Regions from separate parts of the Mus musculus genome. Here all the other regions are linked to region 3. Evidence: chromatin contacts called from public HiCAR-type, HiChIP or PLAC-seq, Micro-C and promoter capture Hi-C data. All regions are on one chromosome and are shown on one strand. The core of a region is the stretch at or near the end of the contact, and the rest is flanking DNA. Distances in the headings are between cores, read along the strand shown. Region 1 holds the start of Gpr75 (G protein-coupled receptor 75). Region 2 has its middle 21 kb from the start of Psme4. Region 3 holds the start of Eml6 (echinoderm microtubule associated protein like 6). Region 4 has its middle 24 kb from the start of Acyp2. Region 5 holds the start of Chac2 (ChaC, cation transport regulator 2). Region 6 holds the start of Pnpt1 (polyribonucleotide nucleotidyltransferase 1). Region 7 holds the start of Erlec1 (endoplasmic reticulum lectin 1).

What was found. Promoter capture Hi-C pulls out the DNA fragments that hold promoters and counts their contacts. Hi-C and Micro-C count contacts between places; a contact is called where the count stands out from the background. HiCAR-type assays count read pairs that join an accessible place to other places. HiChIP or PLAC-seq counts read pairs in DNA pulled down with a chosen protein or histone mark. Capture Hi-C pulls out chosen DNA fragments and counts their contacts.
Region 1: a contact with region 3 is called in a promoter capture Hi-C map of adipose tissue. The contact joins the promoter of Gpr75 here to the promoter of Eml6 in region 3. A contact is called at or near these places in 3 of 39 promoter capture datasets (embryonic stem cells and liver), 1 of 115 datasets of contacts at active chromatin or transcription factors (astrocytes) and 1 of 9 other capture datasets (adipose tissue).
Region 2: a contact with region 3 is called in a Micro-C map of embryonic stem cells, with 4 times the contacts expected there. The contact joins the enhancer-like site here to the promoter of Eml6 in region 3. A contact is called at or near these places in 1 of 39 promoter capture datasets (hippocampal neurons), 1 of 484 Hi-C or Micro-C datasets (embryonic stem cells) and 2 of 115 datasets of contacts at active chromatin or transcription factors (embryonic stem cells and stem cell-derived neural progenitor cells).
Region 4: an H3K27ac HiChIP or PLAC-seq map of the NIH/3T3 cell line shows a contact between it and region 3, with 6 times the contacts expected there. The contact joins the enhancer-like site here to the promoter of Eml6 in region 3. A contact is called at or near these places in 4 of 39 promoter capture datasets (the 3T3-L1 cell line, cranial neural crest, hippocampal neurons and 1 more), 4 of 115 datasets of contacts at active chromatin or transcription factors (the NIH/3T3 cell line, astrocytes, embryonic limb bud and 1 more) and 1 of 9 other capture datasets (liver).
Region 5: a HiCAR-type map of astrocytes shows a contact between it and region 3, with 4 times the contacts expected there. The contact joins the promoter of Chac2 here to the promoter of Eml6 in region 3. A contact is called at or near these places in 3 of 39 promoter capture datasets (cranial neural crest, frontonasal cranial neural crest and neural stem cells), 1 of 484 Hi-C or Micro-C datasets (muscle stem cells) and 2 of 115 datasets of contacts at active chromatin or transcription factors (astrocytes and fibro-adipogenic progenitors).
Region 6: a contact with region 3 is called in a promoter capture Hi-C map of liver, with 5 times the contacts expected there. The contact joins the promoter of Pnpt1 here to the promoter of Eml6 in region 3. A contact is called at or near these places in 1 of 39 promoter capture datasets (liver), 1 of 115 datasets of contacts at active chromatin or transcription factors (embryonic midbrain) and 1 of 9 other capture datasets (liver).
Region 7: a contact with region 3 is called in a promoter capture Hi-C map of liver, with 5 times the contacts expected there. The contact joins the promoter of Erlec1 here to the promoter of Eml6 in region 3. A contact is called at or near these places in 3 of 39 promoter capture datasets (the C10 cell line, cranial neural crest and liver), 1 of 484 Hi-C or Micro-C datasets (uterus), 3 of 115 datasets of contacts at active chromatin or transcription factors (astrocytes, cardiomyocytes and craniofacial prominence) and 2 of 9 other capture datasets (adipose tissue and liver).

What each region holds. Positions count from the first base shown.
Region 1 is chr11:30,883,877-30,887,044 of GRCm38.p6, reverse strand. It overlaps Gpr75 (G protein-coupled receptor 75), which reads right to left and starts at 1,687. Exons shown (of 2, transcript NM_175490.4): 1 at 1,503-1,687. It also overlaps a transcript of Erlec1 not described here.
Region 2 is chr11:30,749,064-30,751,996 of GRCm38.p6, reverse strand. No RefSeq gene overlaps it. Among named protein-coding and RNA genes, the nearest start is that of Psme4, 21 kb to the left of the region's middle. Within about 2 kb of position 1,301, at least 36 of the 459 cell types and tissues checked have an H3K27ac peak or open chromatin away from gene starts, as enhancers often do. A contact at or near this core is called in embryonic stem cells, where this site is marked.
Region 3 is chr11:30,024,161-30,027,413 of GRCm38.p6, reverse strand. It overlaps Eml6 (echinoderm microtubule associated protein like 6), which reads left to right and starts at 1,381. Exons shown (of 42, transcript NM_146016.2): 1 at 1,381-1,524; 2 at 2,314-3,034. The coding sequence starts at 2,838.
Region 4 is chr11:30,671,373-30,674,582 of GRCm38.p6, reverse strand. No RefSeq gene overlaps it. Among named protein-coding and RNA genes, the nearest start is that of Acyp2, 24 kb to the right of the region's middle. Within about 2 kb of position 1,677, at least 48 of the 459 cell types and tissues checked have an H3K27ac peak or open chromatin away from gene starts, as enhancers often do. A contact at or near this core is called in the NIH/3T3 cell line, astrocytes and fibro-adipogenic progenitors, where this site is marked.
Region 5 is chr11:30,985,010-30,988,139 of GRCm38.p6, reverse strand. Chac2 (ChaC, cation transport regulator 2) reads left to right here and starts at 1,775. Exons shown (of 3, transcript NM_026527.3): 1 at 1,775-2,028. The coding sequence starts at 1,894. The region is part of intron 1 of Asb3 (ankyrin repeat and SOCS box-containing 3); the gene reads right to left.
Region 6 is chr11:29,128,847-29,132,230 of GRCm38.p6, reverse strand. It overlaps Pnpt1 (polyribonucleotide nucleotidyltransferase 1), which reads right to left and starts at 1,487. Exons shown (of 28, transcript NM_027869.2): 1 at 1,313-1,487. The coding sequence starts at 1,473.
Region 7 is chr11:30,952,255-30,955,403 of GRCm38.p6, reverse strand. It overlaps Erlec1 (endoplasmic reticulum lectin 1), which reads left to right and starts at 1,273. Exons shown (of 14, transcript NM_025745.3): 1 at 1,273-1,490; 2 at 2,728-2,832. The coding sequence starts at 1,329. It overlaps Asb3 (ankyrin repeat and SOCS box-containing 3), which reads right to left and starts at 1,006. Exons shown (of 10, transcript NM_023906.3): 1 at 835-1,006.

The DNA.
Region 1 (3,168 bases), core at 438-2,937, 860 kb before region 3:
CACAGTGTTTTATTATAGCAATAGAAACCCTAAGACAGGCAGACATTTGGAGTTCTGAGGATAATTTGTAGAAGTTGGCTTTCTGCTTCCATCATGTAAGTCCTTGGCATTGGTGGCAAATGCCTTTTCTGTGGAGACATCTCACCAGCTCAGAATGCTGGGTTTAAGTATACTTATTAACCATGATAAGATAGAATGAGCAGAGTATAATGACACATATCTGGGGAAGCTGAGCCAAGAGGATCAAGATTACAAAACCAGGCAGGACTAGTCTGGACTACATACATATAGTGAGACTTTTTCTCAAAATGAATTAATATACATCTGATTACAGTTGCGGAAGGATGTTGAGGTAACTGGAAGCAAGAACGAGGAACTCCTAACAAATTGCTTAGTGTCAACTCTTAGTAAAATATGGATGTGGCCTTTAATCTCAGTGTTCATGAGGCAGAAGGAGGCAGATTTCTGAGTTGGAGGCCAGCCTGATCTACACAGTAAGCTCCAGGCCAGCTAAGGCTACATAGTGACACTCTGTTGCAAAACAAATAAACAAAAAAATATGTGAAAAGCTGGATGTGGTAGCCTGTAATCTCAGTCTCTCAAGAGCATAAAGGCAGTATCACCTACTTGAAAGCCAGCCTGAGGGAAGGAGGGAGGGGGTCATGAGTAGGTGTAGGGAGGGACAGGGGGAAGAGAAGGCGGGAGGGGGGAGGGGCGATGGGTCTCTAATACTGTGCTGTTTGTTTGTTTGTTTTATTCCCATTCTAAAAGTTGACGGACTGAGGGAGCTGAAGGGCAAGACCAACAGAATCAACTAACCCGGATCCCTAGGAGCTCACAGAGATTATTAATTTTTGAAGCAAACGTTAGGACACTTACAAGTTAACTCATGACCTTGATTATTTCATTGTATTCCAACCCCAAATAAATGCCGAATTTCTTCATGGAAGGCTTTTTTTTTTTTTTTTTTTTTTTTTCCACAGCCCTCACACAAAACTAAGTTCTGTCCCATTCCCACTAATTTGAATGGATCTAGAAAAGCACGGGGAGGCTAAATAACTTGCCCAAGGTCAGTGAGATATTTCAAACCTCCCATTGTTTCTAATCACCTGAACTATCTATCCATTGAGGCTAATAGCTGATGGGGTGGGAAAGATCTGGGTCTCTGGTGGAGGGATAAGGAGTCTGTGGAGCACTGCGTACTATCGTACTATTGACTAAAGGAGTAGGAGATTGCAGGTTTATCCCCAACTGTGATTGGTAACGGGTAGGGGGCTCCCTAGAACTGGAGGAAACACAGGCCTAGGCTAGTCCAGGGATGCTTGGACTCCGCCTGGATGCAGGCAGTGGGTTGTGGTCTGTGTAGAGCTTACAGCAAGGCTGCACAGGAACACAGGTGCGCAACCTACCAGGCCAGGCCAAGCTTAGCCTTCTCCCCGCTCCCGCTCGCCTCACAACCCTGGTGTGATCCTCCCGGTCTGGGCTTGCGGCCTCTCACCTACCAGCTGGCCTCAGCGCCGCCCTTCCTCCTCCGTGTCGCAGTAGTGACCCTATCTGTGCCCGGTGGCCTGGAAGCTGCCGGGCTAGAGTCATCATCGCCATCGCTGCCGCCTCCGCGCATCCCGGGAGCCTAGGCGAGCCGGGCGCGCGGCGCAGTCACCGAACCCGGGGCGCGGCCCCTCCCTCTGACCGTGGCCGCCCCGCCTGCTCGGCACCCTCCCTGCCTGCCCGCCTCAGCCTAGTGGGAGTGCGCTCCGATATGCCAGGGCTGCCTGTGAATTGGCCACTGACCGCTGATACACAGCAAGGAAAAAATGAAAACCAGAGATGCCAGGCAGGAGGAGACAGCTGAGAGTGCCTGCGGAGAGCCTTCAAGCTGATCTCCTTGGCTTTCTAACTAGGCTGTCAGTTCCAGTTTAATAATTAAAGTCATTATGACAAATTGAATCGAACCAATTTCAACACACATATGTGTCTTAGGTCATAGTAAGTACGTGGTTGATGCAAAGTTAAAAAAACAAACAAACAGGTACTATTAAATACCGTGTTGGGTGTAAAAATCTTGAGAAGCAATAGTGTAATTCAGCTAGTCCTGTTTAAAACACCAGCATAAACCATTAGAGCGTTGCTTCTCATCTCCCAAAGTCAATATGTCTAAAACAACAAACCCACTTTAGCTTATATAAGAAACATTCCTAAGTATGTTGTTATGGGCAAACATACCCTGTTAACTCCTTCAGGATTTTAACCTGGTTAATTATGATCTTCTACTTTTCTAATCTCATCCAATACTTAAGAAATAGAGAATGCTATTCAAATGTCCCCCCCCTTTTTTTTTTTGGTTAGAAATCAAAGACTTTGATTCCATCCAGGTGAAATATTTCGTGGCACCATTGCCACTACAACCCCTTTCCGTTTTCTGTTAAGTTTCCTTTATACTTAATGTAATTAAGTATAAAATATAATAATACTAATACAATTCTATTAATTTTCCCATTTTTTACTAAGAAACATGTTGAAGGGATTTGTGAAATCCGAACTATGTTTAGGAAAAAAAATGCTCAAGAAAAACCCCCAACTAATTTTCACATAAATCATGTTCTACTCCCCAGACACTTGGCAATATACTGGTTCTAAGATGTTGTTGGTAAAGGTAACACTGGGCCCTAGAAACATTTGAAGAAAAAAAACACGAATTAGCAGTTAAGAGTGGGAATTCTGACCCAAATTATATGTCTCTCCAAATACATTAAATACTGCCTGTATAATTTCCATTTGGACATAAACGATAACAAAATGTTCAGGCTGAACTACTAGTAGCCATCAGTAGTACATACACCTGAGAGAAACCAACCTCATACTGAGAAAGACAAAGGCTCCACCAATGTTTGTGGGGTTATAAGGCAACACAAAATAATAACATGCACAAAATATGGCAGCAAGGATACTGGATAAAAACAGTGGCATACCAATAATGCAAAAGGCAAAGTCTGTAAAAGTTAATCATGGCTAACAATATGCTAGCACGTGAACAGGCAATAAACCCAGCTTTCCAGCACAATCTTATGGATGGCATGCAAAATAAGGAGCATTCTGGGAAAGTGCACATCAAGGCCAATAAAATGTCCACATTCACTGGGCAGGATGGCAAACAACCATCATTAGGAG
Region 2 (2,933 bases), core at 52-2,551, 720 kb before region 3:
TGTAAAAGCTGCTCTTAAAGGGACCAGCAGCTTCTTGGCTTCTTTGGTCAGGAAGCTGATGGCTGTTTCTCCTACAAAAATCTCTGTGACTGTGATTATTGGGTTCAGCTGGTGACAAGGTGCTCCTCCCTTGATATTACTGATAGAAAAAGGTAAGAAAATTTTGTCTGTGTAGTCTAAATAAGTAAATGTGTGTAGCCACTTTATGTTTGTTTCTGACTGGTCTTAAATGTATAAATATGTTACTGACTTACAAGTTATTGGGTATGGTATAAACTTTGTAACAGTGGTAACAGAAAGTTGGCTTAGAACTGGTAACTCAGGGTTGGAGTCTTTCTGGACAACAACACATGGCATGACCAACCCAGGGAAACAGGTCTCTAAAGGTATCTCTAAATTGGGATAATATTTTATGTAATTCTTGTCCTAGAAGCCAGACTAATAGAAGATAGGATTTGAAACAATGTTTCTTTAATGAGCTTTAAAAGCTGCACCATCATGCATTCATATATAATAACTAGCAGTCAAACTCTGTAACATGAAAATAATGCACTTGGTATTGATTTTAGAGAGACTGGATTGTTTACACAGTTAAAAATCGGTTTTGCTTTCCAAAATTATGGTTATGCTCTGATATTGCAAAAGAAACTTTTAAGAATATATATATATATATATATGTATATATATATATATGTGTGTGTGTGTGTGTGTGAGAGAGAGAGAGAGAGAGAGAGAGAGAGAGAGAGAGAGAGAGAGAAACAAACATGCAGTGGCCACATTCATATATCCAAAACAGACAGGAAAAATGGTCCATACCTTCTGCAATGTTGCAATTCAGGAAGGGGAGGTCCAGTTCTCCACAGTCACAATGGTGCTGTAGCAGGGCCCTAGGTTTTTCAAAGCTTCCCACTGGCCTCAAGCATTGAATTCTTATCAGTCTTGTGGTTCATATATCCAGATACCCCAAGCCAGAAAAACAGGTAAAGCAATAAGAAACAGAGTAAAAACTAGAATGGAAAACATAGAGCCAAACAACAGAAAATATGAGACAGCAACATTTAACAACTGCAGCCCTCTGCTTTACTAGTTCACCAGTCTGATCAAGAGAAAAATTTTTATAGCTTTCTTGTAAAACCAACTAGAGGCTGGGGCTCTCTGAGTTCTTGGTTCTGAGATCCATTCTGGGTCCTTCTAAACCCTAGGCTTTGCTCCCAGTGTCAGGAATTCCTGAGCTCTATTGTGTAACTTAGGCATTGGAATCCTGTCAACAGGCACCATGGGGTCCTCTGGGGCCCAAAGCAGGTCAGAAAAGAAAAGCTTTTGTTGCCCTGATAATTAAGGTCAAAAATCTACCATTGTCTGGATAGCCTTCTGGACTTGGTACAAGTCCCTTTACCATCATAGCTCCTCAATCTCTGACCTTGTCTGGGGTGTTCAAACAAAACACACACACACACACCTCTACCTGTGGAATGTCACATAGCTATGGTTAGATTACAGGTTCAGCTTCCTTTCTCCTGATAGGAACCTGTTAGCACCTGGGATTCCTGAAATGCTTCTCCATGCTAATGAGACATCTTGGTACCTTACACCCAATTACCTTTGCCTATCCATACTCCTACCCCCCCCCCTCCCACAAAATTATAAAACCCTTGAGTCACCTCAAGGAAACTTGATCTGTCTCCCCACAGCTGGTCCCAGTGTGTCATCATTACCATATGTACTCACAGGGTTTCTGAACCGCCCCATCCATTGTCTCCGCTCCATTTACCCTCATGGACTAATATTGCCCAATGAGTCACAGCTGGCGGCACTGGATGAACTCCAATTAACCAAAAATAACCAGTGGGCTCTCTCCTGTAAAAGGAATTTAAGATGTTTGCTACCCAGTATAAAAGACACACAATCCAGGTGTTTTACTTACAAGCTGTAAGCCTAGATTGGGCAGGTTTTGGAGCTACATCTCAGTCAAATGCTCCTTGTTACATACTGTTTCTCCTAACCGTGTGCTCATGGTTCATCTCCTCTCATGGCTGTTTCCTCCCCGTTTTGTCCTCCCTCCTTTCTTTCCTCTTTGTACTTGTAACTCCCAGCCAGGTAACTGAAAATCTGCCCACCTCTATTTACTGCTCAATCAGAGGCTTTAGCCTTTTACTGGCCAAGGTTACAAAGCATCACATGGTGTACTTGAGGATCTTCTCATCAGCGGACAAGCAGGTCTGGGGGTGGGGGTGGGGGTGGGGGTGGGGGTGGGGGTGGGGGTGGGCAGTATTAGCATTTGAATACATAGCAGTACCAGACCAACTCCCTACAGACAATTGCCTTTGTCCTGAACAGGGTGCATAGACCTTGTCAGATCCTCCCCATTCCCAGATCTGGATACGCCATAACCAGAATCCAGAAAGTAGGCAGAAAAATGTCTTAGAAAGTTTACAATGGCTTCCAAAAGAAGGTCTTTATAAAAAAAAAAATGCTTGCTATCGCCTTTTTAGAGCATGGCTGTTCAGTATGGTAGTGGTGGGGTCCCCAGTGCCAAAGAGAAGAGACCAGCTTCAGAATTTGGGTTGGAGTGGTCTTTCTTATCTCCCTATGGTGGGTGCTCCAAATGTTCTTCCTGAGATTCTCAAGAGAGAGAAAAAACCAATTTCCACATTTTGAACCAAATTTGAAGCAAGCTTAATTAATCACTGACCAGGATGGACTCTGGACAGGTCTATTCTCCATGACTCCCAGCGAGTGGTGATGAGACATGTGCTGTAGGGGCTTTTTAAGGACAAAACCATAGGCCTACAATATTTCCTATGTGACGTTGTTATTTTCCAAGAACAACAATTCCCAGCATTCCATGAAGTTACCTGGCCTTCGGGTAGGTGGAGCTTGCAGATGAACTTTGCCTCTTACACAAGCAGGGTGCTGGACTGACTGGCTCTCTT
Region 3 (3,253 bases), core at 132-2,631:
TTTGTTTCTGCTATGGTTTGACCATATTCCACAAAGTCCATATATTTAAAATTCAATTTTCTGATTTACATGTTAATGGTATTTGGAGATAAGGCTTCTGTGAGTTAGTCAGCATTAGATAAATCAATAAGTCAATGAGGTTGGGTCGACCATGACACTAATGGCTTTAAAAAGACACAGGAGTTAGCATTCTCGTTCTATCATGCTATGTGATGCCCTCTACCAGCATAGGATGTAGTTAAGCCCATCATCAGATGATGAGCGCAATGTTCTTGGTTTTCCTTGCCTCTAGAATCATCAACCAAACAACCAACCAACCAAACAAACAAACAAACAAAATTCTGCATAAATGATTAAAGGAATAGAAAGCAGACCAAGACATTTCAAGCCCCTCTAAGCCATGTTTTAATGTTTAGTAGTGTCCTTACTGTCTTAAAGAGAGAGCGAGAGAGAGACCTCCTCGAATTTGTTGACTCTGTTTTCTCAGAAAATATGAAGTGTATTCAATTTCTCTTCAACATTGTAGGCAACAGCTCACTACACTTAGGTGCTTATCTATAGCATTGCCTTTCCTACCAGGACAGCATCCTATTAAAACTCCACGTAGATAAAGAAACATCTTGAACACAGAAGAGTCAAAAGTATCAACCTTTCGTAGCTTCTTAGTCAAGTGGATTATAAAATCTGTTCTCAAAAGTTGGCTGCGGCCATAATCTGAAAATCAGAACGAATAAATTAGTTTATTCCAGGTAGTTTTAGAATAGCCACTGGCTTCTGTTTTTTACGGCCAAATTTATTGCATGGGCACAAGGCAGGTCACAGGAAGGCGCTTATTTCCCTACACATGACAGAGTGACCACACGCCACTGTATTTTTCTTAAACTTTGTAACACTGCACTTGGATAAATCAGAATCCTTTGGAATAATAGGGGAAACTGAAGTAGGAAACAGCGTTAGTCAAGTGCTGCAACAAGGAAAGAGATGGGCTACAGCAATCCTCTGGGACTGGCGCAAGTGAAAGTCCTGAGGAAAGCCCCTGAATTTTTTTCCACGTCATCTTTTCTGCTTTCAGCACAGACGCGCATGCCGCTGGCCTGGGTCACCATGGAACACCAACGCCATTCTGGGTGAGTTGCTGGGTCCGATAGGAGAAACGCAGACTTCCCTGGCACCGGTACTAAGGCCCTGCGGATGCATGGAATCCTGGGACTTGTAGTACACTAGAGGCGCTCGCCTCAGCAGCTGGTTTACAGAGGACTACGATTTCCAAGATGCATAGGGAACAGGCGGGCAAAGGGAGGTGAGGTTTCGGCCCTAGGAGGCGTCTGCGTTTCCGAACCGGCGCAATTTCGCCGCGTAACTCTTCCCTGCGCTGGCCCCGCCCCTGGAGCCAGGGAAGGAGGAAGAGCTGGTCCCCAGATCCCCGGTGACGAAACCTAACCCGGGAGCGCGGGGAGGGAGGGAGGGCAGGCAGAGGATTTCGCTGGCTGGTGCGAGATCCTGGACGCAAGGCCGGCAGCAGAGGTTAGAGGCGGAGAAAGCAGGGATGCTACGTGCGAGGCTGGTCCGGGTGGGAGTGCAGGAACTCGCTAGGACCGTAGAGCCTGAGCCAGGTGTACCTGGGGCTACCAACCCTCAGATCTGCAAAAGTGGGCGCCAGGTTGAGCATGGGGTGTCGCTGACACCCGGGCTCCACGGGAGACCCCGCCCCCCCTCCTGCCAACCTAAAGGCAAGATCCTAGAGCCCTTGGGTCTCATAGCTAGCTCAAATCTCCGTGGGGAGAGGAGCATGATTTTTTTTGACACTTTATTATTGTTGCTGTTATTTTATTATTTTTATTATTATTTTTCGATCGGGAGCATTTGTAGGTAGCCGGATTTCCTCCGATTCAGAGAAAAAAAAATTATGACACTTGCAATTGGAGTCTTTAATTAGGGGAGAGCTGTTAAGTATTTATTTGTTTTTATGATTTTCTCTGTGAAGAGAAGGCGCATAGAGGGTTTGGATTTTAAACACATATATGACAGCTAATTGGAACATCTAAAAGAATGACCATTGCATATTCACCCTGGCTTTATAGAGGAAACAGCAAGTGTTACTGCAAATTGGAGCAGCAACTACCGGCCAGAAGTGTTTAGGGAGTATTTCCTATAATTAAGGTGGATATGGAAGGAGAAATGTGGACAATCAAAAAAAAAAAAAACCAAAAATAAACAAACAAAAATCCCACAACTTGGTTTTAGTTTGGTAATTATTTTCTTGTGCTGGGTGACATGCAAAAATTCTTTCTCTTCCTCGTTCTCGCATCCTAGATATAGACTGTCAGTTTCGGATCCAAGGACGGTGATGGCAAAGCAGTAAACCGGAGTAACCGTCTGCCTGTCAGATCAGACCTGTCACAGAATAAATCCCACCGCCTGCTGCGAAGCCCCCCGCGCTCCTCAAACTTGGAGAACTGGTAATCCGTGTCTGGATATGCAGATCTCTGATTTTAAAGGCCGGGTGACCCCGGGGAGAACCTCTCCCGCCGCCCAAAGCCCGCAGGTGCAGTGAGGCGTGTGTGCGGGTACTGGTACCCTCGAGGCCCGCTTGACCCCGGGAGAAGGAGTCGGGGAGCCCAGCGGGGTCTTGCTGCTGTGCACCGGCGTCGGCGGCTCCTCTCCCGCAGCAGCAGATGATGGTGGCGGCCAGCGTGCTGGGCTGTGTCTGTGCGTCGCCGCGGAAATTGGCGCCCGGTGCTGTACCCTGAGCCCTTGCAGGTCCGTCGCAGCTCGAGCCTTGAAGAGGACAGAGTCGGCGCTCGGGGCACCCGGGGGTCGCGCGGTGTCGGCTTATCATGGCGGATCGGACAGCTCCCAGATGCCAGCTCCGGCTGGAGTGGGTGTACGGGTACCGGGGTCACCAGTGCCGCAACAACCTGTACTACACCGCCGGCAAGGAGGTGGTCTACTTTGTAGCTGGGGTAGGGGTGGTGTACAACACCCGAGAGCACAGCCAAAAATTCTTCCTGGGACACAACGACGACATTATCAGGTAAGGACCTCTGGGGTGGTGGGAAGGGATTGGATATGGAAGGGTGGGAATAACCGGGGTCATGTCCAAGAACCTTAGGGAATAAAGGATTTTCCTGGGAGCCGCTTAGAGAAGGGCTGCAGATGCTAGGGCCAGAGCGGGAATAGGGAGCGAGGTGTAGGTGGGAGGGAGAGGTCTGTCCTTTCAAAGGCTTTTAAATCTCTTCTGAGTTAAGTGTTG
Region 4 (3,210 bases), core at 428-2,927, 650 kb before region 3:
TTTTACCATTTACTTGTTTATTGCTACTTATGAATAAATAAGCTGTTATAACCTAACCTCTGAGTTTGAGACTTCCTTCTTGCCTCTGTCATCAATCCCAATTCACAACAGTTTTGCAACTGTAGCCAATGCTCTTAACCACTGGGAGCGCTCTTCAGCCCCTGAAGGATTGATTTTTATTTTAGATGATGTATTTACATGAGTGTGGGTTTGTGCATGTGGACATGATGCTATTACCTTGTAGGTCAGAAAAGAGTATTAGGTCCTCTAGACTGGGGTGACAGGCAGTGGTGAGTCACCTGACTTGTGTACTAGGACCAGAACTTGGGTCCTCTGCAAGACAAATATGTTCTCTTAACCACTGAGCCATTTCTCCAGCCCCAAATTTTTCTTTGTTATACTTCTTCAACTGCACAGAATCATGTTGTATTTTAATTTATTTTATTTTTGTTATCCATGCCAGGAATGGTATCTATGATCATAAGCTTTGATGATACTATTTTTAAAATGTGTGTGTGTGTGTGTTTCCAGGGCATGCATGTAGAGGTTTGAGGATAACTTTCAAGAGTCAGTTCTTGCCTTCTACATTTTTAAGTCAAAGTTTCTTTTATTTCTCCTTTTTCACTCTATATTCCAGGTTAGCTGGCCTTCAGGCTTCTGGATAAGTCTTCATTTTCCATATTGCCATAGGACTATTGGCATTATGGGTGAACAGCACCACATCTCGCTCTTTATATAGCTTTTGATCATTAAACTCAGGTCACTAGGTTTGCACAGCTAATGATTTTACTGCTCAGCCTCTGGTTGTAGTTTTCCATGTACATGTATCAAACTTTATTTTAAATTACATTGAATTGACCATTCCAAGCCTCAGCCCATTCATTGGAGACCTTGGGAATTTGGGGGAACAGTGATGGATGAAAAAGCACATCTGGTATTTTGAAAAACTAATAATCCTTTATTGGCTGAAAATGAGGCTAGAGGGAAGAAGAGGAAGGATTTCTTGAGCTCTGTTCGCCACAAGACTAGGCAAAGATGAAGTCTGACTCTCCCTGCCCCTGCCTCTGCCCTACAGAGGAAAAAAGGGAGAGAAATTTGGACTTTATCGGTAGACTCTTCAGAATTTTTCAGGACAAATGTCAACAACATATTATGAGCTTGAGCTTTACATAACAAGCAAATGACACAGGATGAATGACTGAGACAGTAGAAACCAGCTTGAACATAGGGTTTATTGTCTTTTGTGTCTGAGTGCTAGCCCTAGGGCTGGTTTGATTCAAGATCTCCATTGATATCAGAGAATGTGTGGGCTTTCCTGAAAGCACCAAGTATTCTCTTCTGAGGAGAGAAGTATGGTTGCAGGCAGGCTCATATCCTTGTTGCCAAAAAGGTCTGCAGAAGAGGAAAATCCTATTCTTTGACACATCTATGTAGATCTGAGGTTATTTGAATGCCATTGATAGAAACCTAATTTAGGCTACTTTAAGCAAAATGAGTGAGCCTGTGAATCTGGTGAATTGTGTGGCTGAAAGTTTGTGGGTTCTTTTTTGAAATAGTTAAACAGTGTCACCCAAATAGCTCTGCCTTTGTGTGGCTCTCTCGGGGTGTGGCTCTAATCCCAGGCAAGCTTTCTGGCTCTCTTGGCAAAGGGTTCTGGCAGCTGTGACTCCAATGACACAGCTCAAAGTCTTAAAGGGAGCATTGACTCCAGTGGTCCCAGCAAGGTCTGGAGAAGACAGTGCTTGGCCTGTGTTTATCCCTGAGCCAATCAATCATTGTACACAGGGACAAAATACTCTGGTTAGTTAGGAGTGGACCTGGTAACTCTCAACTAGTGTGACAAAGAGATTAGCCCTAGCAAACTCCCAAGGACCAGCAGAAAAGCAGAGTCTGTTTAAAAAAAAAAAAAGGAAAGTAAGAAAGTAAGCACTGCACTACTAAAAAGAATAAACAACAGTGCCAACAACTGTCTATGACATGTTTACAGAATGAGAGGAAGACTTGCCATCTAAAAAAAAAAAGAAGACAAGAAGGAACAATGCCTAGATCAGAGCAATAGATGGATAGATGGCCACTAAATCCTTGCATTAATTTATATTATTTGCCCTAGCCATTTTAGGGACTCCTTAAAGAGTTACCTGCCCAGTTTTTTTTTTTTTCTAAGAAGGCAGTAGTTAGGTGATTTACAAGATTTATAACACACTGATCTTATTAATTCTTTTCAGTTGGCATACTAGGCATGGTTTTCCCATCAGCTGCTTCATAACTGTGTTATGTTCCAGTAATATAATTTCAAATCTCACACAGACCCATGCTTTTATTCAGTCTGACATGAAGGAGTTTTATGAATCAGTTACTCTGATTTCACTTCTGTGGTCCAGCTTCCCCATTTCTAAAATGAGCTTTAACTGTTCCTCCTGTACTTTAAACATGTTTATGAAGATGAAATAAGGTCAATTTATTTCAAAGTGTAGGGTTCAAGACAACACTTGGAGTGATGCTCTGAATTCTTATTGTCAGAGGTGTTTAGTGGTATCTCGTAGCAGATACCATGAGAAATCAATTTGCAGCTTAAAGTATTCTTTCTGTCAAATAGACAATAAGGCGCCCCTCCTCTCTTGCCCCAGCCAGCCAAGGCCAGCAGCAGGAAGAAAAGCCTGTGGCAGAGGATGGAACTCAGATGCCATTTAAAGCCTGAAAGAGAGTCATAGGATACTAAGGCAAACAGATCAAAGTTCCAAGTTGAACCGTAAAGCAAGAGGCCAGCACTTAGCCAGGCATGGTGGTGCACTCGGGAGGCAGAGGCAGGCAGATTTCTGAGTTCGAGCCTGGTCTACAGAGTGAGTTCCAGGACAGCCAGGGCTATACAGAGAAACCCTGTCTAATAAAACAAAACAAAAAAAATAAATAAAATAAAATAAAGCAAAACAAAACAAAACAAAACAAAACAAAACAAACAAAGAAAGAGGCCAGCACTTACCTAAGTGTACCTTAAGGGATAGCATTTTTCTGTTAAAGATGTAGCCCTTTCAATGAACTTTGAGGAGCTGCAGAGATGGCTGTTAGTAAAAGTGCTAACACAACCAGGAGGACCTGAGTTTAAATCTCAGCAGCCATGTAACAAAACAGACATAATCTCATATCCAGCACTATGGAGGGCAGGGCTAGGAGAACCACTGGGTCCTGCTGGCTGCCACTGTAGCTGAAAAA
Region 5 (3,130 bases), core at 526-3,025, 960 kb before region 3:
ATATATACGTATTTTTTTTCATTCTCTGAAGTTAGCATTTTCCTCTAGTATTGCTGAAGATCAAAAGCAGAAATCCTCATAAATGGGCAATCGCCCAACATTTCTAGACTTATTCCTCCATAAAGAATCAGAATGGTTGAAGTGAGAAATAGCACTAACTCAACAGATGATAGTATTTCTTAGAATGTTTGACCTCTTGGAGAGATGCATTAAACAAGTTTCTCCCCAGAAAAATGCAAATCCAAGCCAAATTTTCTACAGTTTAAGTAGTAACTGCTTCAACACTTTCAAAAGTCTGTATTTGAGTTCAGTGTTTGGAACCTTTATCTAGAGTGTGTATTTTAAAAATCCCTATAACTTAGGAGGAATTTTTTTTTTGCTTCCTTACTATTTATATCACTATAGCAACATTTAGGACATCAGCTTGCTTTTCAGTGGGGTGCCAATCAAAGACAAAAAACAAAGCTCTGTTCTTTTTGGGGGGAGGGAGTGTATATATATCACTTAATTTTCAATTTTTGAGAAATTCAAATACATAAAATATTATAATCTTAAGAATACAAAGAACACAACCCAAAGGAAGACTAAGAAAATATGTTTCCCAATAGTCAACAGTGGTTCTACATATTTTCCCACTAGTGTTTTTATCTAAAATTTAAGGTGTCCTGCCATAGTTCTGCAAGAATAGAACTGTCTGATGGGGAGGCAATGAAAATACTTAAGAGTTAAGAAGGAAATCCAGGAAAAACAATACATTTTAAACTAAATATAAGAATTCTCCTCAACCATCCAAATTAAGTGTTCAGTAAAGAATATTCATTATCCTCAAAGTTTCTTATTAAACAAAACAGCAGCCATTCACCTGAGAAAAGAAAAGGATTCTATAAGCAGCACTGTAAAAGCCACTGGTGAAGTAATGTAATGGGAGAGTGCACCTGCTCGTCTCTGAGCCTCCGAGATTAAGACTGAACAAACTGTTCTTTGAAGTTTAAATAAGTGGTAGGTTTCAAAAGTGAGAAAAATGGCTGAGGTGCCTACTTAACATCATAATAGGCACTGACTGCCAAGTTCTTCCTGCATCCTTCGGTCCTGATCTATTTCAGGACCCTCCTGCTGGCATACCCCAACCCCTACTCTAAACTTTTCCATCCCTAGGGCTGGGCTGACCTTCTAGCAGCAGCCCTTTCCTATATAATCCAACCAAATCCCTTTTGAGCCTCCAGGCTGCTGCACCTAGTCCCTCTCTCTCATCTTTCTTTCCCTCCCTCTTCTCACATGGCACAGCTCAGTTTGGTCCTGCCCACTGTGAACTGTTCCAGATGTCTCTTACTGTATAAAAACCTCTCTCCTTCATCATGCTTAAACAGTCCCGTTCTTCCCCCCCTCCCCCCAATCTGATAAGCAACTTCCATTAGAATCCAGTTGCTTTTTCACACACATAAAACTACTGTTTTGCTTCTATTTAAAAGCAAAGGACACAGGACTTGGTCATACAGATATTATACTTCCGGGATCTGCCACTCTGGCTGCTGTTTGATGTGGGCAGCTAGCCAATTTTCAAAGCACAACAAAATGACTACGTGCTAATTGTGGTGCCCTATAAGACAGGAGTCCTGCCTTTTCTCCTCTTTCAATTCTCACTAGAAAAAAAGGTGGGAGGGGTGCTGCTCCAACTCGAGAGTCGTAAAACTCTAAAGAATTGTGGGTAATGTAGTCCCCTGCCTCCCATTCCCTACCCCCACCCCTCCCGCACCATAGAAGCTCTGAAAACCCAGTGTGCTTTGCGCCGCACATCAGGCGAAGCCAGAGCGCCTGGCACTGCCCCAGCAGCCGGTTACTCCCCTCGGTAGCAGTCTCGTTCTGAAGTCCGAGTGCCGGTCAGGGTCCAGAAAGATGTGGGTGTTTGGTTATGGGTCCCTCATCTGGAAGGTGGACTTCCCCTACCAGGACAAGCTGGTTGGTTACATCACAAACTACAGTCGGCGCTTCTGGCAAGGTAGCACGGACCACCGCGGGGTCCCAGGCAAGGTAAGGAGCCAGCGCCTCATGCCCACCTACCCAGCAGAGCACTGGAACAGGATAAAGCTCTCAACTTCATTGGCCACCTGCCCTTGCCTCTCTCAAGAAGTGGATATCCTTAGGCCGCTTCAGAAGCCAGTAATTAGTTTCTAAAGCAGAAAGCACGGGCACAGGGAGCTCGCCCAAGGCTGAAGTGGCCAGGACAGCACCCTTATCTTGGCAACCTCTGCCACCCCACAAAATAATAAAGTTGAATTTTCATGTCACCACATGGTCAGTGTGTAAATTCGTTGATATGTCTATATTATGCCAGGTTTTTACTGGTCTGAATTTATATGTGCCTGTAAATTTCCAATTTATGTTTCCAATGTTTTAGTTTTAAAATGCCTAAGATCATGAAAGAACTAGTTTCCAGTCATTCCAATTTTTATGCCCATGGTGATTTTTTGATTGAGAGGTATAAGCAAAGTTATGTGAGGTTTGCAGTTCGTTCTGAGTAATGAATTGAAAATCTCCATTATTTGAATGTTCCTTCTCCATAGTTCTCTTGAATTATTAATGTAAATACAAATCATTGGATCTGTTTTTCAGTTCGGTCATATAAAGCATTCAGCTCTCCAGGGGTTCAGAGTGTTAGAAGCAGCTCACTATTTGCCTTGGCTACAAAAAAAAAAAAAAAAAAAAAAAAAAAATCTGTGGAAAAAAAAAGTTAAACAAGTATGAACTAGTAACTTGTTTGGTTAATATCTAACCTTTGGTTTTGAATGTTCCTGTGTTCTCCAACATACTCTTAAAATTAGCCTAGTCTGCTGGTACAAAATTGTAATCCAAAAGAATATCACAAGTTCAATACTGGCCTGGACCTCAAGCTCAGAAACAAGTCTGGGAATATAGCTTAGTAGTAGAGTTCTTACCTAGTGCATGCAAGGCCCTGCCCGAGTTCAATTCCCAGCACCATTTTTAAAAAATACTCTAAAGCATAATATTCTGAAATACTGGAAACCAAGTATCAGAAGAGATTTTAGGAAAGGGAAAGATCACAGTGTGTACCTGCTCAAAAGATACAGGCTTTAAATCAGGAAGAGCATCTGAGGTAGAACCATTCTAACTA
Region 6 (3,384 bases), core at 238-2,737, 900 kb after region 3:
CTACCCTCTGGCTTGGCCCTATGGGCCTCCAGCTGCTCTCCAAATGGGACTACCAGCTGTAGTCTCTCAGTATGTGTCTTAGCTCTTTGCCTCTAGTCTAATAAGTCTTTCAAATCTTTGAACTATGCAGCATCTTTAATATGCACAGAAATATATAGAAATACACAAATATTATTAGTGTACAAAGTATAATGTGCAATCAGAGAGTTGGTATTAGTTAGCAATTGATGGTGGAATAAAAGCATGTTTGTCAACAACCAGATTATATCAAAGGAAATTTGAACGACCTGACAAATTGCGATATCAGAACTGAAACAGTATGTTATTCAATGAATTCTAATAATGCAGAAAGTCAGAAAGATTTTGGGGGGTAGGGAGTACATGTAATTTTGATTGTTCCAAGAAAGCTATTAAGTTTATGGTGTTTACATGTAATTTTGATTGTTCCAAGAAAGCTATTAAGTTTATGGTGTTTTGTTGTTGTTGTTTACTTTGTCTCATAACAATTTACTTTTCAATATTATATTGTATAAAATACCTCCAAATACATAGTGGACCCATAGCATAGCTAGCCTCTGGGGTTTGGAAGTAGGCATTTGGGAATAAATGGAAGAGTTCTGAAGTTTCTATATGCCAAACCATGTGAGTGAATGCCTACCTAAATACTCTATGAACATAAACAAGAAGATTGATAGAATGAACAAGCAGAACACAGTGATGGGAAGAGTAATCGGATGCCAAGGGAGGACACGGGGCAGCGGCCTGCCACAAAAAGTAGAGCTTTAGGGAAAAGCTTTAAAAAAACCTATTATTTAAAATATCCACATATACACCCCCGCCGTGTGTCTTGTTAACTGAGAAATTTGCCTTTTTGACCTTTTGTTGGATGGTAACTGTACTTTCACTACAGGTTTAACAGGACTATGTGCATCTTATAACTGGCATTCATCTCCGGCTCACACCGGCCATCAGTGGACCTGGGGCACGGAACGATAACGCATTACCTAGGGTTTCCTACTTCAGAGCTCGAGGTCTCGGAAAATAGAGAAAGGATGTCTGGGGCACAGGCAATAGGACTCAGGAAGTTCACCGCAGGGCTAGGAGGAAGATGAAGAGGCAAAAGGCAGCGGCCAGCTTGGGAAAGGGAGACAGACTTTAAATCCGGAAAAAGGAAATCTCGACCTTAGGTTTGGAGTAGAGAACTTAAGAGACTTAGGCTGCTTGATTCCTACCCTGGGGGGGATTTGACTTCTGGGGCTGAATGGACAAGACAGACGCCGCGTGAAAACCGCGAACTCACACCGTTTCTCACCTGTGTCCCAGGTCTACAGTCACCGCTCTGGATCCGGTGCTGCTCCACAACGCTCGCATCTGCAAATAGCTGAGTGCCCGATTCCGCCCGGGCCGGCCGAGGGGGCCGCAGCCCAGCGGTCGGAGGCACGGGCACAAGCAGCACAGCCTGCAGGCCGCCATGACACCCAGAGCGTGGAAGGCCTGGGCAGCGCCTCATTGGCCAGCACTCCTGTGGGCGGAGTCGGACGCAGTTTCGTTTCCGTGGAGCCTGCAAACTGCCGGGAAAGCAATCCTTGCAGGCTTTCTGTAATTGCCAGAGTCAAACCACCAGAATGCGTTTCTTTCAGTCAGCTTTTATTCCCCCACCCTTATCGGTGAAAAATAAGTACTACCTTAAAAAAAATGTATAGATTTAAAGAAAGCCCTTTAATACTTCCCGCGCCGTGTGTGTGTGTGTGTGTGTGTGTGTGTGTGTGTGTGTGTGTGCGCGCGCGCGCTAGTGTTATCACGGTTTGAAAGAAAGTCTTAGAACAATGTGTTTAATAAATGTAACAGTAAATAAATACTGAACAACTCACGATTATTTGGTTCTTACCTAAAGATCTAGGTTTGTGTCTATGGAAGGCCACCTGTAATTCCAACGTTCAGAGGCTGAGAATGAATCCATGAATCATCCTGGCTTGTTAGACTTGCCTGAGGGCTCCAGGTTCAGCAAGGGACCCTACCTCAAAAAATAAGTAGAGCGCTATCAAGCAAGACACCGTACTTTAACCTCTGGCTTCCACACATTCTTAACGTACACACACACACACACACACACACACACATATATATATATATATATATATATATACACACACGCGCACGCGCACACAGGCACACACGCCCAGTCACCTGCACACACTGGTGTATCCACACACATGCAAACTCGCACACACTTAGACACAAACATAACAAAGCAAAGCAAAACAAAACAAAACAAAAAACAAGAAAAAACTTTTTTTTTTGAGAACCCCTTGAATAATTTACCATTCATTCAGTTGTAAGTTTTGGAGAGGTATATTAAAATGGGAAGGAGTCTATGTTTCCTAATGTCACTCTAAAATAATTAGAATAGTAGTAATTTTGAGTCATAAATCAAAAGGAAATAAAAGCATTGATGTTATTCGACGCGTTCTCACGACCGGCCAGGAAGAACACCACAGACCAGAATCTTCTGCGGCAAAGCTTTATTCTTACATCTTCAGGAAAAGAGAGCAAGAAGCAAGAGAGAGAGAAAACGAAAACCCCGTCCCTCTTAAGGAGCATTCTCCTTCGCCTCGGACGTGTCACTCCTTGATTGGCTGCAGCCCATCGGCCGAGTTGACGTCACGGGGAAGGCAGAGCACAAGTAGTCATAAGATACCCTTGGCACATGCGCAGATTATTTGTTTACCACTTAGAACACAGGATGTCAGCGCCATCTTGTAACGGCGAATGTGGGGGCGGCTCCCAACATCTCCCCCTTTTTCTTTTAATAAGAGCAAATAGGCCACCCATATTAATGAGAGTGGAGATAGAGGTCAAATCCCCAGTGTGTAGGTAAAGGAGCCATGTACAGGATTAGCTCTTAGGCTTACAGGCTTTTACCCAGAGCAACCCTGACCTGCTCCCGTGTCGTTTTGCCTGGGGGAAGGGAACTAGGACACTGAACCTTCATGAAAGATGACATGTCTCCCTAGAATAGGCTCATATATGCCGCAGAGCCTTTCCATTGCAGTGCTTAGCCTTGCAACTCTCTCGGGCTGCTGAAGCACACTCACTCTATCCCGTGCAATGAGTCTAGCCTCATGGGATATAAGAGCTGAGTGGCCAGCGACCTATTGCCTAAGCATAGATAACCATATATCAGGGGGAGCTCCATGTTCTAGTCCTGCAAGCGCCTGGGCAATAACCACCTTGTCTCTCCTAGTTTAGGCCTTAAGCTTACAGACCAATCAAAGAAGCAACACTAATCCACAGCAAAGTGTATCTCCAAATAATATTAATCCCACCCATTTTTTAAAGAAAGAAAATGCTGAGGAGATCCAATTGGGTAATCCTTTGGTCAGG
Region 7 (3,149 bases), core at 24-2,523, 930 kb before region 3:
TAAGAAACAACTGAGAGAAGTGAGACAATTTTCCTGATCAGATGTAGACTCCATGGATATCAGTAATCCATGTAATTCAGATGTCCTCCTTAAAGCCCCACCTTAATTCACCTTTTGCATGGTGGGCTGTATTTGCTCTATGGCTCCCTTCCTTCTGCCAACAGTAAGAATAAGTTCATTTAGTCTAAATTTGAATTGAGTCTAAGTCTCTTCTCCCAGTGGATTTTAACACCACAACATGGGCAGTCCTTACCAAATGTTCTATGGCAAACACTGTAAAATTATTACACAGGAGATGAAAAAAAATGTGGACATTATTTTCTTTTTTCAAGAAGGGGACAAAAACCAAAACTTTCTGTCTATATTCAGTCTGCTGTAACTTGATTCATAACTTCACATTCACCTGGCTCTGGCCTTGACATAAACTTTCTGGACTTAAGTAAAATAACAACAGTCCAACACTTGAGTCAAGGGAGGGAAAACTTCTCCTGAAGTAAAAATGCAGGACTGTACGCGCCTAGCCACCCAACAAATCTATGCCAAAGTCGAAGGACGTGGCAGGTGTCACTGGGGGTGTCCCCAAACACACAGCATCTGAGACAGACGTGACAACAGTCGCCATCAAAAGAAACTAAGAGAAGCTTCTGGAGAGAAGATGGAGAGTGCAAATAGCAAAAGACTGGAGGGTAGGCAGCTCAGTCGGAACTGTAAGTTCTACTTCGACTCTGCACAGCTCGGTTCTCTACTTGCTTTCTGAGAGCGGGCCGCCGCCCACTCACCCCCAAATCCCGAGAGTCCCTAGCGGCTGGACTGAGCGCGCGGGCCAGGACTCACCTGGCCGGGCCGCTTCGTCCAAGCGCCGTCTCCAGACCCGTTCAACCGGCGTCAGTCCCGGGCCTCTGCGTTTGAGTCCAACCGCTAGGATGCTACAGCAGCAACGCAATGCAACGCGACCCAAGCGCGGGCTTCCGTAGGCCACCGACTCAACAACCCCGGATGTTGATGTGCTGCCTGCCCCGGAAGCGGTGGCCCCAAGCCCTTGTAAGGCGGAGGCGGCTTTGCCCAGCCGTCTGCAAGGAGACGTGGCGGCGGCGGTTGGGTCCCCTGCACTAAGGACGCTTTGTAGTACCTCCTCTTCTTCCTCCTCCTCCTCCTCCTCCTCCTCCTCCTCCTCCTCCTCCTCCTCCTCCTCCTCCTCCTCCTCCTCCTCCTCCTCCTCCTCCCCCTCCTCCTCCCCCTCCTCCTCCCCCCCTTCCTCCCCCTCCTCCTCCCCTCCTCCTGTTCTCCTCTGGTAGAGGAGGTTGTGACGGTGGCTGGAGGACGCGGCAATGGAGGAAGGAGACGGCGGCTTGCGGAGCCTGGTCCCCGGAGGGCCACTGTTGCTGGTTCTGTACGGTCTCCTGGAGGCGTCCGGCGGCGGCCGAGCGCTGCCCCAGCTCAGCGACGACATCCCCTTCCGAGTCAACTGGCCTGGTACCGAGTTCTCTCTGGTCAGTGCCCTCACGAGCCGCAGCCTTCTCCCCTCTTTCTGGCACGAAGCATTCGGGCCAGCCCTCGATTCCTTAGCTTTTTCTTCCAGAACCTTTTTTTCCCAAGCATTTATCGACCCCAAGCCTAAGTGTGTTCGTTCATTCATTAATTCGTTTAGCACACTAAGTGGATATGCCCTCCATACTAACTAGGAGATCAGCGGTCACTTCATCTCCCTCCTTTAAATCTCATTACGTTAGATCTGGCTTCTCTACAGCCCCACTCTGTGGAGGAAGTTTTAGAATTAACTAGCACATCACCCTACCCGCACAACCGTCCAACAGACAGGAGTCCCATCTCTATTCATTCTTTCTCTCCAACACACACTTAAAAACGACGTATACAGCTTCTGAGAATCTTTTCCCTTAAGGCATTTGAGAGGGCTATTTGGTTTGGAAGATATTAGTGAGCTTATATGCGGAATACTACTGGCCATGCAGAATAGACTAGAGGCTTGAATGTATTACCACTATTATTTAGGACTCTAGAACATGAGATTAAAAAGGATTTTATGATCGTTAATTAATGTGTATTGTGTAAAAAGGCAAGAATGAAAGAGCCAGTGGCTGTGAGGCTCCCAATGTGAGAACTGGGAACTGTACTCACCCCTCCGAGAAGAGTAATAATGTGTTTTTAATTTCTGTGGCATCTCTCCAGTCCTAGAATACGAGATTTTGGTGTATAATCTAACAAGAATGGAAATTCAGTTTTGAATGATTGTAGTGCTGAAATGTCTATCCATGTGTAACTACTACAGACAAATTTACCACACACCTAGATCTGGATTCCATTGCCAGCACCGCCAAAAAAGTAAACAAGTGCAAACTAGAACTTAAACAGATCCGCCTGCCACGGCCTCCTGAGGGCGGGGCTTAAAGGTGTGTGCCACAATGTATAGCCTCAATGTATGTATTAATTAGCATTTAAACTTCAATCTATTGCCTTACTAGTTTTCTTTTACAGCCCAAACTTTATCTTTTCTGTTAGATAGGACAACAGTATACAGTTTTTAATTTCCTCCTTATCATTTAAAGATGTTTACACTATTTTGCCTACATCTGAAAATGTGCTTTAACAATCTTCAGTAGAACTGGTCAATTTACTTGAGGAACCTTTGTTCTAAAGAGCACTGAATGTATTCAGGGTAAAGCACCTTAACTGACAAAAAATAATGTATGCTTTTGATTCTGTTTCTAGCCTACAACTGGAGTTTTGTATAAAGAAGATAATTACATCATCATGACAACTGCTCATAAAGAAAAATACAAATGTATACTTCCACTTGTGACAAGTGGGGATGAGGTATGTTTTTTATACATATATTGCTGATCTCTCTAACTAAAGATGCATTTTACAGCCTTATGATCATATATTAAAATAAGTAACAAGCGTCTCAACAGCCTTGTAGCAAAAAATATTAAATTGGGAATTTATTTTAGAAAAATTAGCAACCAGGCAAGTGTGATGTTCACACCTCTAATCTCAACACTAAGAGGTTCAGGCAGAAGAATTACCATGAATTTAAGGCCAGGCTGGACAGACACATTGTGAGACCTTGTCTAAAATTACAAATGGGAGAGAGGAATTAGTTACTAATGTTTTGAATAAAAAGCTAACTC